3 separate regions of the Mus musculus genome follow, and regions 2 and 3 are each linked to region 1. A link is a contact called in public HiChIP or PLAC-seq data. All regions are on one chromosome and are shown on one strand. The core of a region is the stretch at or near the end of the contact, and the rest is flanking DNA. Distances in the headings are between cores, read along the strand shown. Region 1 holds the start of E130215H24Rik (RIKEN cDNA E130215H24 gene). Region 2 holds the start of Cstdc2 (cystatin domain containing 2). Region 3 has its middle 120 kb from the start of Cst10.

Region 1 (2,709 bases), core at 113-2,612:
AATTCCTAGAAGACCACACCCAAGCCTCACCATAAGGCTGATACCACTTCTTATCAGCTACAAGCTTGGTCGTCCCAGCGGCCTTGACCTCTTAAGGGAGGAGAGGTTTCCAAAGAAGCCGCACACTTTCTGCCCCCTTCCTTCTGCAAACTGCTATACTCACTTGAAGGACACTTTCTGCAAACGCAAGAACTTCTTAACCCAAGTTGAAGAATTTGCTGACTCAAGTCTAAAGGCAACACTTATCTAGTAAAAGACTCATTTAGATTAAACTTGTCAAGTGATATAATATACGGGGGAAAAATGACTTGTCCAAAGTTTCTTTAAAGTTTTGTGCTTTAAAAAAAGAACAGGGGGCTGGCAAGATGGCTCAGTGGTTAAGAGCGCTGACTGCTCTTTCGAAGTTCCCGAGTTCAAATCCCAGCAACCACATGGTGGCTCACAACCATCCGTAATGAAATCTGATGCCCTCTTCTGGAGTATCTGAAGACAGCTACAGTGTACTTACATATAATAAATAAATAAATAAATAAATAAATAAATAAATAAATAAATAAAAACAGACCCTATAATTTCTGAATATATTAAATCAGAACTGCTACAGCTTATTGATCACCAGTAAGCCTGGACAGGTTACTGTATCCCCACCCCCAGCACTGCGGTACAGACAGCATAAGAGGTGAGTATTGCTTTCTCATTTTACAAATGGGGCGATTGAGACGCACCAAAGCTGAAGAGGTAGTGAAACTGCAGACACCAGATTCCACCTCTAACTTTGGTCCTTAAACAAAGCATCACCTGCCACCTCGTCTTAAAGACCTTCAGTTCGTCCCTTACGCATCTCTGACCCATCCAACCCTCGCTCCCATCCCACAGGAATGCAAAAGTTCCCAACCCTCTGCTGTGCACCAGAGACACAGCCTGTCTGTCCAGCCCCTCTCAGTCCAACCCCTCCTTCAGTTCTCGGCTCCTCCGTGTGTTTCCCTGCCTCCACCCTCAGCAGAATCCGGGCTCATCAGAAAACTGACAGCTAGAGTGACTGATGTGTCTCGTTTAGAGATCAAGGGGGAGGCTGGTACATAGTCCAAGCTGGCTTTGAGTTCAGCTCCTCTTGACTCAGACTCCGGAGAGCTGAAGTTACACCTGCCTTTGACACTGTAGACGTTTGTTTTTGGGGTGCAGTTCTTAGACCGAGAACTTCCTGCCCACATACCCCAACCGGAGGAGATAAGCAGTTCCCTCCCAGGGGCTGACACTTTCTTCTTCCTGCACCCACCAAGCTCTGTTTACACTGCAAGGTTTGTCCTCAGGGGAGCCTCGAGCCCTAGCACCTGCAGTTGCCGATAGCAACCTATGTACTTTGCGTTTACCCTGCTGATCTGGGGGCCCTGAGTCAGAAAAGCCTGGACTCTTGGAGCATGGGCTCTCTCCATCTAGGCCTATCTGGGGTCCTAAGCTTTGTGTCTGAAGACAAAGCCCCCTAGAATCTGTGTTAGGGTAGAACACTCTGAGGTTAAACCGGGTATCCCCAGTTTCCCGCTAGAGACAGCGCTGCAGACTTGGGAGGGTAACTGCTGCTTCGCCAGCTGCAGTCTCTAGATCCGGTGGAATACAGAACAAAGTGACGTGACCCAAGGATTAGGGTGGGTGGTGAAGCATTCTGGAGAAAAGAGCCAAGGCCTGGGGGCAGCTGCTACTGACTGGAGCCTCCCGAGTCTCGGCGAAAATGAGCTGGACCCAGCAAGGCACTCACCAGACACATTCAACTGGCCTCCCAGGAACCAGCCGATCTTGCCCGTCCTGAAGTCACAGTCCCAGACAGTATGGTAAGGAGTGTCCCAAACTAGTGTGTCACGGGCCAGCGGCCCCCAGAAGGCGGCCGGCTCCTGGGCTGCCTGAGCGCTCAACGCGGGGTACGAGCCTGGTTGCGCTGCTGCAGGAACGCAGCCCGGGAGTCGGGTGGCGGTCGAGCGGGACACGCTCAGTGACCACCCCGATTGTCCAGAGCGCCCTTGCAGGCCACGCAGCAGTCGCCCCACACCGCTGCCGAGGCTGCGCGCCGCCATCTCGCCCGACGCCCCACGCGGGTGCGGTAGCCTGAGCGCCCCTAAGAGTCTCCACGGCCCCGCCCCGGCTCCGCCCCCGCGGCCACCACCCACTACTTCTCTCCCGGAGAAGCAGCTTCCTTGAGCCTGCCCCTTCCCACCTCTTCCCTCCTGGACAGGGACTCCGGGAGGTGGGTAGAACTAGGTTTTGTTGTGCGCCCAGTCCGGGGCTAGCCCGCGCTCTCGGCTTCAGTTTCCTGGGTTTCTGCGATCTCTTTTTACAGACCAAATAACTTTCTGGCTGGCGACAGAAGCTGCAAGTACACGGTTGGCCCAGCCTCCGGACCTGGGACACAGGCAGCGCTCTGAGATAAGATTGGGAACGCGTCTAAGTGGTCATAAGAGCGAAGCAGCTCACAGATGGTGTGGATGAACCGTCAGTTGGTTCAGCATACCATAGATTGAAGTCAAAGCTTTCCTCCTTAGGAGACCTTCTGAGAGTAAAGCCCTCTCCCAATGGTGTGGGCCTGTACAACCATGCCACACACACATAAATCACCCGCAGCGGGCTAAAGGGCTGATGAGCAACCCTGGGGGCCTTCAAACAGGAAAGGAGGTGCTATGAAGGCCTGAGTCCAGTAACAATATTTTGGTTACCAGCTGC
Region 2 (2,709 bases), core at 83-2,582, 1.8 Mb before region 1:
TTTCACTTCCTCATTTTTTCCAATGACTTGTTTGTGCATGTGTGTGCATAAAGCCTAGAGTGACAGCAGGAGTGTTCCTCAGCAGCTCTCCATCTTACCTTTTGACACGGGACATGTCACTGAAGCTGAGGCTGACTCACACTAGGCTGGTCAGTAGCTGGCCCTCTCCAGACTTTTCTGTCTCTGCCTTTCAGACACTGGGATTGCAGGTGTGCATCTCTGAGCCAGGCTTTTTACATAGGTGATGAGGATCCAAACTCTAGTCCTCATATTTGTGTGGTAAGCACTTTACTGACAGATCCCTCTGCAACCCTCAAACTGTTTTAATTTTTTAATATGCTTGTAAGTTGCCCATACTTCTCTAAAATATCACTTGAGCATGTTTCAGTAGAAACTCCAATTAAACTCATTTGATTATCATCATAATCAACAACAACAATAACAGCAACAATGTACAAAGTACAAAGACAAATACAAAAAGGTATGAGAAAAGAATTAAGCAAGGATGGAAGGGGTATACAGAGAGTAATGGGAGGCGAATATGGTGAAAATACATTATGTACATTTATGAAGTGTCATGATGAAATCTGTTATTGTGCATAATAAATATATGCTAGCAAAAACTTTTAAAGGTGCTTTTGACATATCTTCAGTCTTTGCCTATGGGATTTTTGTGTAAATATTTTCTTTGTTCAATAGAAAGATCTCCCTAGAAGTGCTTATTCTGTGAATTATTATTATTATTATTATTATTATTATTATATTGCATCAAAGTCCAGATCTTCCTGTACCAGCTTTCAAAATGCTGGAACTACATTTGTATACCACCATGCCTGATCTAAAATGTATTCTTTAATTAAGTAAGTACTATCATAAAACAGGATAATATTGCATAGTAATTTTTATGTGAGTAAACTTAATTCAAAAGAATATGTAACTTAGAAAAGCATTCTAAACAATGAAGCCAAATGATTTATATGTAACTCAGCCATGGGTTGCAAATGTCTAGCCAAGACAAAAGTGTCCTGCCTGCTTTATCAGAAAACAGCAAGTGGACAAGATCACCTACCTGTACTTTCAAGAAATTCATGATGTGTATCACCCTGTAGGCATATTCATCCTTGCTCTTTTTGTGGAATGCACTCAAAGCAAACTTCACTATGTCAGGTTCACTGACTAGTTTATCGAGTTCGAGAGTATCCTCTTCCGAACACCATGCCTGAGCTCCCTGGACATAGATACCAGAGAGAGCCAGTAATATTGTCCAGGGCAGAGCCATCTTCCCCGCTGGCGACAATATGATGCAGGTTCTGTCTCCTGTCTTTGCCCTTACAGCCCTGTTCCTTTAAGTCTAACCCTTAAATTAATTTCCTGGGCTCCAGACTCCTCCCTCTGGGGATTCTCTTGATCATCACTCCGAGTTCCTTCCCCCTTGGTACCACCTCCCTCAGTCAAAGCTGTTCATTTTCCTCCTGTCCCGGATGGAGCAAAGAGCACCCAGGCAGAGTGGTTTGTAAAGAACAAGTAAGATAAGAGATTGAGGGGCTCCTGATCTGAGTCCTACCACACTCACTACCTGTGACTCACTGGATAGAAGAGCCTTGAAGAGAACGCCCCATGGTCAGGTGCTGAAAGATTGATAACTGGCAGTGTTAGTGAAAGGCAATTTCTGGACGTGCCAGTAGAGGGAGACAGTGACTCAGGAAAAGACAGATTAAAATGGGAAGCATGAGAGCAACTTGATTTCTCTTTATGCTTGAGCTGCAGTGTGGCACAGGAGAGGCAGTTGTCTCCTCTTGAGTTGTTCCTAAGGAATGTTTCGCTGTGCCTATGTGATAGGGAACTTCCCCTATCCTCTCCTAGCCTGAATGAGCATCCTGGTGTAGGCTTCTAGGAGATGGCACCAACACTGAGGTGTCTAGAGTTCAGGAATCCAAGGTGCCAATTATGCCCTCTTGTGGCCATAATTACGAAAGCTCGGGCAGCAAATTGGACTGGCACATCGAAACACCACATTCTCTTTAAAAGAAGACTGAGGCCTTGTCTTCATGGTAAAGTGTGCCTTCAGACTGCATCAGCATCTACATGTAATGTTTGGGGACTGTGAGCGCTGACTCTACCCAGCATGTCCATACTCTGCTGCGATACTGCCCCAGCCTTTTGAAGTGGTAGCTGAGATGGAACACAGAGTTGGACAACAGTCAAAAGACTGATGGTCTTGTAACTCTAACTGTACTGGGGCTAGAAGCTGATGGCTTCTTTTCTCCTTAACCCTCTGTGCTTTATTAAACACTGGGAACTTAACTCTTTATTACTGTTCTGTGCTTAAATATGGACTAATAACTATCATTGTTCCGTGCTTCAATAAAAGCTGAAAACCTAACTCTTTTTTGAAAAAATTTTTATTAGATATTTTCTTTATTTACATTTCAAATGCTATCCCCTTTCCTGGTTTCCCCTCTGAAACACCCTATCCCATCCTCTCTCTCCCCCTGCTTCTATGAGAGTGTTCCCCCACCCACCTACCCATTCCTGCTTCCATGTCTTGGCATTCCCTTACACTGGGGCATCGACCTTCACAGGACCAATGGCCTCTCCTCCCATTGATGCCCCACAAGGCCCTCCTCTGCTACATATGTGGCTGGAGCCATGGGTCTCTCTTTGGATGGTGGTTTAGTCCCTAGGGGTTCTGGGGAGCTCTGCTTGGTT
Region 3 (2,709 bases), core at 101-2,600, 1.4 Mb before region 1:
TCCAACTAAATGATTTCCTCAGTTCCAACATGACATTTGATATCAGATTATGGATAGCCCAATTGGCACAAAACAGCTAGACATTAACCAGAAAACACTAGTGTAATGTCCTGAAGCTCCTCTCCACAATTTCATTTCCTTCCTTCCTTCCTTCCTTCCTTCCTTCCTTCCTTCCTTCCTTCCTTCCTTCCTCCCTCCCTCCCTCCCTCCCTCCCTGCCTGCCTGCCTGCCTGCCTGCCTGCCTGCCTGCCTGCCTTCCTGCCTTCCTGCCTTCCTGCCTTCCTGCCTTCCTGCCTTCCTTGACTCTCTTGCCTTGCCTGGTTTCTTTTTTCTTCCTTCCTTCCTTCCTTCCTTTCTTTCTTTCTTTCTTTCTTTCTTTCTTTCTTTCTTTCTTTCTTTCTGCTTTTGTTTGTTTGTTTGTTTGTTTGTTTGCTTGGTTTTTTTAATTTTCTTTGAGACAGACTTTCTCTGAATAGCCCAGGCTGGCCTGGAACTCACTTTGTAGACCAGGCTGGACTCAGACTAAGAAATCCCTTGTCTCTGCCTTCCAAGTGCTGTGATTAAAGGTGTGCACCATGATCACCTGGCTCCATTTCATTTTCTAAGTGGTTTTGGTGTCATATCCTATAGATTGAAGTACAGACCATAAGGTTAAATGATCACTTCACATGCCTATAACTTCCACCATAAATTGTAACCTCATTCTAAATTTTTACTATCATGTGTAACTGGCTCACAAAATATATCAAAGTTATTTGTTCAACCATTGGCCATAAAAATTATTCTAGGGACATCTCAGAGGTAATATAGCCATAGTAATAGGTCATAACAGAAATGACACATTCATGAAAAGTCAATTTAATTGAATTTAGTTATTCAATGCATTTAGGAATCATGCTTGAATAATACTATTGCATATGCAGTTCAAAGTACAATAAAGTCCAAACCACAGTGTATACATACTGATAAAAATATTTTAATACTAAAATGTCTATTGTATTAAAACTCAGGATTTTGAAAATGTTGCTATTAAAGATCATGACATCATTTAAAACTACAGATTAATAAATGTATATCTTGGTCAAAGTTGACGTATCAGTGGAAATTTTATTATACAAGAAAAGAATGAAGCACAAAACTTTGATATGATGGTATTTTCTTCACAAAATACTATAATGTGGTATGAGAACACATTTGGTAATATGTTAGGGGCCAAAAGAAAGTTCTTTGTAAAAGCCTCAAGAAGATTGCCAAAAGACCTAAAAGTTGGACCTCCTCCCCAAGCTGACTAAATTCAGATGAAGGTTACCAACCGACTGTTCTGAGAATTACCACAAGATGTTCCAGACTTGAAGCAAACAGCAGACGTCCTAACCACAAGATGTACTTTTAGATATCATGCTTCCCCTTACAGCACCCACCAAGAAAAATTACCACTGCTTACCCCTGCCCTTCTGCATAAGGGTTATTTCCCCTTTATTATCTTTGTATAAAAACTGCAAGCTTTGCTGAATACAATGAGACCTTGACGAGATACAGATTGACATCGTGTCTTTTCTGTGCTTGGTCTCCGTTTCTCTCTCACCCCAGGAGCAGTCCCCTTGACACCCACGAATATCTATACCTGCTGGACGGGTCAGTAATACTCCCTTCATGGAGTATTTAATTTCAAAATTAAATTCTATGTCCCTTAAATTCCCACCTAAAATTCTGCAGTGTTTTAACTCACTGGATATTCAATTACATATGTTCATGGCCTCTTAATGATGCTGACTGCTATGGATCATTTAGGGCAATAATGTCTAGTGTATATGTTATCATCAATTGAATGTCTGATATAGCTACTAATGATTGATAGTATTAGTAGTATACTTGTGCGACTGGAAAAGTACTAGGATCTTTCTTGTTCCAATCTATATCTTAGCTTGAACTCATAGTACTTTCTGGAATGTACTCAGATATAGAATAAATATTTTTCTATGACACTGAAGCAGTTCTCAATAACATCTCAGCCTTTACTGATAATCCCTTCTTTCTTACATTGTTCTTATCATCCACAGTGATATTCCCCTTTGCAAGGTATACTTTTGGTATTTTTTTCCCAAATTATTCTATGAAACTACTGTCTTCTTTTTTTTTTTTTTTGTGAGACTTGTAAATTGCAAAACAGCTCATGGAATGGTAAATTTTCTACACATTGCATCTGTATATATAGTTAGAAATGTGAACATCTAAGAATAACAAAACAGAAACTCATGCACCATGATATAGGAAAAAAGATAAAACTGCCCTGCAGGTTAGTTGCATAATACTATGGCAGAAAGCCCAGACAGTTGAAAGGGCTGGTCTGTTCTGTATATAGACTGCAAAGCCTAGATGTTGTATAGAATATTTAATCTCAATCAGAGGCATTTACACCAACTTTGATCAAGTAATTTACAAATAAAGGGCACACATATTCTTCTATGCCATTAGAATCGACTTTCCTAGTAGTAACTCAGAATTATTACTCATGATGTATCAACTGGGCTACCCTTTACTCCAATTCGCAGCCCGCATGGTTTTGTATTCATAACTCACCTACACTATGGCTTCTTCCTCATCTCTCCACTTTTTCTCCCTCACTCTTTTTCTCCAAAGACCCTAAGCCCGAGACCGCCAAGCCACACCTTTATCTCGTCTGTCCAGCTGTTGGCATTTTATTTAACC

What was found. HiChIP or PLAC-seq counts read pairs in DNA pulled down with a chosen protein or histone mark.
Region 2: a contact with region 1 is called in an H3K27ac HiChIP or PLAC-seq map of large pre-B cells, with 4 times the contacts expected there. The contact joins the promoter of Cstdc2 here to the promoter of E130215H24Rik in region 1. A contact is called at or near these places in 4 of 39 promoter capture datasets (cranial neural crest, hippocampal neurons, liver and 1 more) and 3 of 115 datasets of contacts at active chromatin or transcription factors (large pre-B cells, neural progenitor cells and pancreatic cancer cells).
Region 3: a contact with region 1 is called in an H3K4me3 HiChIP or PLAC-seq map of pro-B cells, with 6 times the contacts expected there. The contact joins the enhancer-like site here to the promoter of E130215H24Rik in region 1. A contact is called at or near these places in 3 of 39 promoter capture datasets (hippocampal neurons, liver and pre-B cells) and 1 of 115 datasets of contacts at active chromatin or transcription factors (pro-B cells).

What each region holds. Positions count from the first base shown.
Region 1 is chr2:150,666,132-150,668,840 of GRCm38.p6, forward strand. It overlaps E130215H24Rik (RIKEN cDNA E130215H24 gene), which reads left to right and starts at 1,363. Exons shown (of 2, transcript NR_040331.1): 1 at 1,363-1,826; 2 at 2,330-2,709. Acss1 (acyl-CoA synthetase short-chain family member 1) reads right to left here and starts at 2,109. Exons shown (of 14, transcript NM_080575.2): 1 at 1,754-2,109. The coding sequence starts at 2,066.
Region 2 is chr2:148,849,602-148,852,310 of GRCm38.p6, forward strand. It overlaps Cstdc2 (cystatin domain containing 2), which reads right to left and starts at 1,333. Exons shown (of 3, transcript NM_029960.3): 1 at 1,070-1,333. The coding sequence starts at 1,279.
Region 3 is chr2:149,282,086-149,284,794 of GRCm38.p6, forward strand. No RefSeq gene overlaps it. Among named protein-coding and RNA genes, the nearest start is that of Cst10, 120 kb to the right of the region's middle. Within about 2 kb of position 1,351, at least 37 of the 459 cell types and tissues checked have an H3K27ac peak or open chromatin away from gene starts, as enhancers often do. A contact at or near this core is called in pro-B cells, where this site is marked.